Regions from separate parts of the Capsicum annuum genome. Here region 2 is linked to region 1. The links are chromatin contacts, called in public Hi-C maps. All regions are on one chromosome and are shown on one strand. Each heading gives the region's core, a stretch centred on a gene start, on an enhancer-like site or on the middle of the called end of the contact. The rest is flanking DNA. Distances are from core to core; before and after follow the strand shown.

The links. A called contact is a pair of places that touch in the nucleus more often than the background predicts.
Region 2: a Hi-C map of bud shows a contact between it and region 1, with 2.2 times the contacts expected there. The contact joins the promoter of LOC107847580 here to the promoter of LOC107853929 in region 1. A contact is called at or near these places in 2 of 5 Hi-C or Micro-C datasets (bud and placenta).

What each region holds. Positions count from the first base shown.
Region 1 is chr11:92,553,619-92,557,490 of UCD10Xv1.1, reverse strand. LOC107853929 (regulatory-associated protein of TOR 1-like) reads left to right here and starts at 1,819. Exons shown (of 2, transcript XR_007046720.1): 1 at 1,819-2,200.
Region 2 is chr11:92,717,488-92,721,359 of UCD10Xv1.1, reverse strand. LOC107847580 (F-box only protein 6) reads right to left here and starts at 2,169. Exons shown (of 3, transcript XM_047398844.1): 1 at 2,029-2,169; 2 at 1,789-1,897.

The DNA.
Region 1 (3,872 bases), core at 570-3,069:
TGTATGATTCAATGGTCCAATGGAGTGGTGAGACGAGATTAAACAGGTTCAAAGCGGTTTCAAAAACATGTTGCAACAACTTGGCAATGATGAAGTTTTTATCAAAAAAATCAAGAAAACTACATGTGGGAAAAAAGTTTCAAACAAAATTTCAACAATCTTGCTGCTAATCCATCTTTAAAATCAAAATCATTTTTCAACCCATGTTTATGGGCTACTTTCAACCCCCGCTTACTTTTATGCTAGGCCTTTCAACTTATGCATTTACTTTTAACGCATGAGCTCCACTCTTAACCTGTGCTCACTTTTAATGCACAAGGCTTAACTTTCAACCCTGTTACTTATAACACAGGGCTCCAATAATATTAATCTATGCTTTTATTTTCAACGCATAGGGCTCCAATTTTCAAACCATATCAACTTTTAGTTATGGTAAGCAACAGTGATGTGTGAAAATCGTTGATATATGAAGATTATGTGAAGAATAAAGATGAAGTCAAGAAAATCAAGCCAAAAATGAGAGATTTATTAGTGTTTTTGCCTTGATTTTCTTACCAAATTTAAATTTTATTTTTCTTAGAAGAAAAATAAAAGTAATACCATAATTACTTTTATTTTCCTGAAAGAAAAATATAAAACTTTTTCATATAGTTTTGAGCCTCTATAAATAGAAAGCTCCTCTTCTTATACCATAACACAATAGTATCAACAATGTAGTCATCAAAGAGTCTTATTTAGGGAGAGATTTTCTCTCTCATTAGTTTCTATGTTTTTAATATTATGTTTTATATGTAGGCCGATTGGCCAAATAATATAACAATATTAAGTTTTTAGTATTATTTTTATATGTTTTTTGAATTGTCACCACAATAATTTGCAACTAATAGCTTTCGTATGTCACCCTCTCGATTTCGAACCCAACAGATACCACTCAAGCAAATAAATGGCAACATGAGATTGGTAGAATAACCAAATTCTCCATATTCAATTTAAAATCTCCTACTCTGGTTGGTACTCCAAATGTTTAGTATTTAGGGTGCGTTTGCTACCAAGGAAAATATTTTATGAAAAACAAGTTGGTTTCTTACATATTTTCTTATATTAAGTGTTGAGTGAAAAATATTTTCTAATATTTGGTTGGTGAATGAAAAAATATTTCTCCAAAAAAAAAAATTTTTTTAGAAAATATATTTTAGCGTTTAGCTGTAGCAAATACTTTCTAAAAAAATAATTTTTGACCCTGAAAATACTCTTTGGAGGGTGTGTTTGATATGGAGGAGGAAAACATTTTCTAGAAAAATAAATTATTTCTTACCTATATTCTTGTGTTCGTTATGCAAGTCGGAAAATAATTTCTAAAAGTATTTGTATATATTTAACAGAAATAATAAAAATGAATAGCGTAAGAAGGGTGGGATAAGAAAAAAACTTTTGAAACTTTTTTTAAAAAATAAATTTAAAAATTAAATATTTATTTCTAGGGAGGGGGCTGGTAGGCAGAGGCGGAGCCAGAATTTCAACTCAGGGGATTCAATATTTGAAGAAAATCTAGCCGGAGGGCATCCAACACCTACTATATATACATAAAAAAATAATTTTAATTATATATAAATGATATATTTTTTCATCGAAAGGAGTTTGAATAAACCCTACCAAATGGCTGGATTCGTCCTTGCTGGTAGTTTGGGGGAGGGGGATGTTAGAGTAGGTGTTAGGGGTCACTATTGGAAATTACCTTTATGACAACAAACTTTTTGACAGCGGTTGTCAAAGCATAGCTATAAAAGATCTATTACAACTATTTCAACCATTGAAAAAATAATAGTTCTATTAACTATAATTTAGCTTTATAACCATCACTTTTGAATACTACCGTTGCAATAGGTAGATTTATAGCAACGGTTGTTAAAGTCTTTGCGGTAAAATCATCTATGATAACACTTCATGAGCAAAAAAAAATTATTGCATCGACTCTTTAAATTCCCTTTACAAAAATTTTCAAGTCCGCCCAAAAAAACCATTTTAATAAAAACCTCTCTCTTAAACCAATTATCGATTTTGCGGATAACAAACCATATTGCGATTTTGTGGGTGGTACCCATTAGATTGTTTTCCGATGGTGAAAGCCAGCCTCACTCGCCGGCCACCGTGGTTCTCTGGGCGATTTAATTTCAGACCAACATTTGAAGAATGTATTTTGGTGAGTTAAAGATAAACCATATTCAATTTGCACTTCAATTTCTCTCAGTGGTGGAAAGTCAGTTCAAATTATGATTCTCAATTTGTGTTGAAAAGTCAGATCGAATTTTCACTTCAATTGTTTTAATTTGGGAATTTTAAGGTTAGTGTATTCTTCTACGATTTTGACATAATTTTTTGACTTATTATTATCTGTCGAATTCTTCAAAATTTCTATTAGTTCTGGCCATTACAATTGTGACATATGCACAGTTCACTCTTTTGCTCTTCCGTCTTCATTTCTAGTGTATTCCTTTTTTGGAGTTGATTTTGATTCATTTTTTCTTCTCTTTGCCAAAAAAGTAAGAAACTACTGGATTTGATTTGATATGAAGTTTGAGAAAGTAAGAAATTTTTGAATGTTATGGTCTTGAAATCTTGTGATGTTTAAGATGACGTGTGAAAAATTGATATTAAAGAGTTGCCGAAAAAGAAAAACGACATTCTTTTTGAAGCGGACTAAAAGGACTAAAAGTGAAAGTAAGATAATCGAATTGAAGTAGGGAGAAACATTTTGCTATGTGTTGTTTTAGCACTTTGATTGGTTTGACAAAAATTTGAAACTTCATACTTTTTGTGCAGCCTTTGGTTTAGATGAGTTTTAATTTTGGGAATAGGAATTAATTTGATGTAATTTAGTTTCGAAGATTGGTTAGATTAAGGTTTAATGATAAAAAAATATACACACATTGACATGTTCAATCTACATTACAATTGAATCCTCTTGCTAGTCTAAGTTGCTCGGACTCGGGTGCGGGTGTTCGATATGGGTACGGATCTAGAGTTTGAATCCTTCACGGTCTCAATTTAAATATTCGGCAATATGGATCTAGGGATAGATACGGGTGTGGGGATTCGGCAAAAAATAATTTAAATCTAAAAAATTTCCATGGCCAAACACCTACTTACGGGTGTGGGGATTCGGCAAAAAATAATTTAAATCTAAAAAGTTTCCATGGCCAAACACCTACTTAATCTTCTTACTTTCTTTTTATTTTGGTTATCTTGGTTACAATCCATTGGATGCTTGTTCCAGTATGTTAATCTCCAATATGAATTTAGTTCCTGACTTAGTGCATTATTTAAAGTTCTTTTCTTTCGGGTACAAACAAATTAATTAATGCATATTGTGTTGCTCTAAGAAATGAAACTTAGCAAAAAACAGAACCTGCAGTCAGCACTATCAACCAAGTACTAAGTTGGAAAGGAAGAGATCACCTCTAGATTTACACATGTAGTTTGTGTTTTATATCTTGTTAGGATGTTGAACTATCTTGAATGCTTTCTTATTCTTTATTATAATGTTACCTGAATCTACTGTTCTAGTTGTGGAATCTATAATGTTGATAGACTGTGTTCTTTTCTCATAATTCAATTCGTGTCACTATACACTTCTCTTTCTTTTGATCGATTATGTTGTCTAGAAACTATGTAATGGTAAAATGTTTAAATTTCTTTTTTTTTGTTTCAGAATCTTTATGTTGACATCAGTCTTAGATAGCTATCTCCTTTGGTTTGTTTTTCTCGATACACTTTTAAGTGTTTTGATCCTCTAGTTTAATATTTATTAGATTACCCTTTTCCTGTTAGATGACAGTCTTGCCAGGTTGACCTTGTTAAGGAAGGTGGACATA
Region 2 (3,872 bases), core at 920-3,419, 160 kb before region 1:
AATGTAGGTTTTTGGGTTACCATCAACTAATTGTGTATTATTTACTCTTGAATTAATACATGGAAGAAAAAAAATTCTACTCTTAACCTTAATTTACAACTTTTATTTTGGTTAGTTTGATTTTTAACTTCCAAGGCTTTAACTTGTTGAAATATTATGAGTTCCTTTGCCTTTTTGGGTATGCATCATGAGTGGCAGTTAAGCAAACGAATTAATTGATAAAAATAATTACTACCTGTATGATAAATTTAAAACTTTAAATATTTAACTGATCTAATGTTATACGTATATTTTTTTTGTATAATTAAATGATGTATCAAACAATTTATTTTAACGTTATTAATACTTTTTGTGATTTATTTCATAACACGGTGTAGAAAAAAAGTTAAATAATGCACTTAAGCTTTAATAGTTTCGTTCTAAAACTAGATGGAGAGTAGAGTGAAATAGAGCTTATATTTCAAAGGAGCCGCAAAAGTCAAGGAAAGACTCTTTTGTTAAATTTTTCGAAGAGTTGGTTAACGAAAAGAAACAAAAAGGGCAGTCAATATAATTACTGTGCAAAGTACTATTTTGTTTTCTATTGTTTGTATTATTATTAGGAATGGTTTGTTGGTTAAAAAAGAGTTATTCTCAAATAATTAATCTTGGATTATTGGTTAAAAAAGAGTTATTCTCAAATAATTAATCTTGGACTAATTATTCTCTCTATATATATATATATATGTGGAATAACTTATCACATCAATGTGGTGTAAATGGTGGATAAATAATTATGGCACCAACTAATGACTCAGCCTAATATGAAATAAAATAATCATTTATTTTATTTCGGGACTATTTATATTTATGTCTTACACCAAAAGACCCCATAATCTTTCGTTTGGTTGCAAACTCAATTAGTTAGTAGTACCAGAATTAGTTATTCCTCTCTCTTAATGATATGATAGTACTAGAATAATTTATCATGAAATAAAATAACTAAAATGACAAAAATAACCCTCAAACTCTTTTTATAATCACTAATTTGATCTAGCATTCTACTAATTTGGGTTCAACCCCTTTATAAAACTAGCCTAATCACACGTGTCTCGCATGTGTAACGTTTGATTATTTAAAATTAAATAATTTTATTTCTTGCGGAGATTTTTAATAAAATGTAAAAGTGCAAATTAATTTTCAAAAATCCTTCACACTTTAATATAATAATGTAAACATAAATATATACCCATATATATTTTACCACCAGAAATTTCAACTGGTTAATGAATTATCACTTTTGCGTTTGCCATGTAGCAATCTAAACATAAATATATAAAGATAAAGTAAAAAAAATACCCCCTGGAAAGTATAGACTTACTAAGCATTCATAATAATGAATTCTTGTATTCTTTTCATCTGTGGGGAGCTTGGAAGATCGGCATCAATCACAATTCAAGCAGCGGCGAAGTTAAAATTTTCATCTAGGAGCGTCAAAATATAAATAAATAAATTCACAAAAAAATCAAGAAGTGTCAATATATATGTGTGTGTAAAAATATTTTTACCTAACTACACTATAATTTTTTAATGACGAATAAATAAGTGTAGAATAAAGTATTTGCTAATAGATATTTTTTGGGGGTTGCAAATTTAGTTGTTCTATTTGATTAATTAATTAAGGCAAAAAGTGATTTGATTTTGTCTCAAGATTAAACAAATATCACAGAACAAACTCAAACTCATAATAGGATAAACTGAAATTTGAGATAAAAAATCTCATATATCAAAGAAAGAACAAGAACCAACACGGGTTGTAGTGCAGTGGATGGGGCTGCTCCACCGTTAACCAGAGGTTGAGGGTTCGATTCTGGGTATGGAGAAAACTCTGTTGGAAGCGTTGTCACCTTAATGGGCCCTGCAACGCGCGATCCAGATTAGTCGGGGCTCCAATACAGACACCAAAAACTGGATGAAAAAACAAAAAAAAGAAAGAACAAGAATTTTTACAATTGAAAAGAATTAAATCGTAAGGATGAAAAAGCTAACCTCCAAGTTAAAATTTTTCCAGACTCGTCGAACATACAAATAACCCTCTCCTATCTTTTTTTGGAGGGTCCTTTGCTTAGTGCAATCCCATGTGTTCACAGAAATAAAAAAAATTATACATTCATAGAATAAATATCAATTTTATCAAATTTATAACATAATTAACGATTTCACAAAGATGAATTAAAAATCTCCCTCATTTTCTTTAATCCGTGATATTATGTGAAAATAAGAACTAATAAAGAAAAATGAAGAGAAAAATATAGAAGTACCTTGAAATTTCAGAAATGCCTTAAAAAAATGGGGAAAATACAAAAAGATGAAATGAGCTTGAAGGATTTTCATAGTAAAAGAGAGCAATTTAGTGAATGACAAGAGTTGAATACAAGCATGAAAGCCACGTATAGTGATGCGGTGGCTGGACAATCGGTGGAGTAAAATAATGTTTGGGCAACTAACCAAGATGATGCAAATATTCTTCATTAATTGGTTTATACCCTCAAGCACACATGTTGAAACTTAAATATCTACTCATGCTTCTAATATAGTAGAAAAATATATTTTAAAAAAAAAACTAAATAAGGTGAAGAGTATTTTTATAAATAAATTACTTTTTCTTATAAAGTATACAATGCATATTATTTTTAGTACAACAAACTAAACAATTAATAAGAAATTATACCAGAATGACTAAATACGAAATAACTAATCACAACATAATTAATTCAATTCTAACTTATCCCAACATAACTTGACTTCAAACCAAACAATCCCTTACAGACTTATCACTTTACAGGATAAGAAGAATTCAAACTTTTAATTTTGACATAAACGTAAATTTAAGATACAAAATTAAAGACAAAAAAAAAAAAAAAAGGAAATAGGAGAGGAACCTTAGAAGCAAGACAAGTCCCTCCATAGTGATGACCAACAATTAAATATTAAAAATAAAGGAGGATGGAGAAAAAGAAATGCTTCACCAACTCTGTAAATTGTCAATTGTAATTGGAAATTAGAGAAAACATGAAATTCTTAAAAGAAGTAGTAGTTCGATAAATAAAAATAATTTACTAACAACTTTATAAGTTGTTCTGTCATTTATAATTTTTTATTTAATCTTTATAACTTATATGTATATTTTTATGGTTGGGCCTTTTTCCAATTCTACGTATATCGAAAGCTTTAGTGCACCGACTGTCCTATTTTTTAATTAAGTATTTCAACTTTTCCTCAATTGATTATTTCTTTCCAAAATGGCAACCAATTACCACCGCTTTGGTTTCCCCTTCATTCATTTTATACAAACCACCCTCGAGTCGTTTTATATTTTTATCCTCCGATCCATTCAAGTAAGTAATGATCGTTTCACTAACATATTGATGCATTAAAGCACAACGATGAACTATATATGGTCTCCACAATTTTATTAGAAAATCACATACACCTACCTAAGTTGAAATACTGTGGTTGTATAAATGAAAATTACATACACCTACCTAAGTTGAAATACTGTGGTTGGATAAATAATTGCAGTTACATTTTCCTTGCTTAAAGAAAGGTTTCATATTCAATATCTGTGGGTAGGGATGAACCTACGTTAAGTTTTGGGGTGCTCCGACACCCATTAAACTCGATGCGGAATAGGTACAATTACATAAAAAATATATGAAGATAGGTATAAAACGTATAAAAGCACCCATTGAAACAAAAAATTGGTTGGATACACTGACATTTAGGCTAATCTTAAGGTTTTCTATTGGAAAGGGTGCCCTAGGTTTGAACTTCATTGAGGAATTATTTTTTTTAACTTTTTAATTTTTCTAAGCACTCACAATCCTTAAATT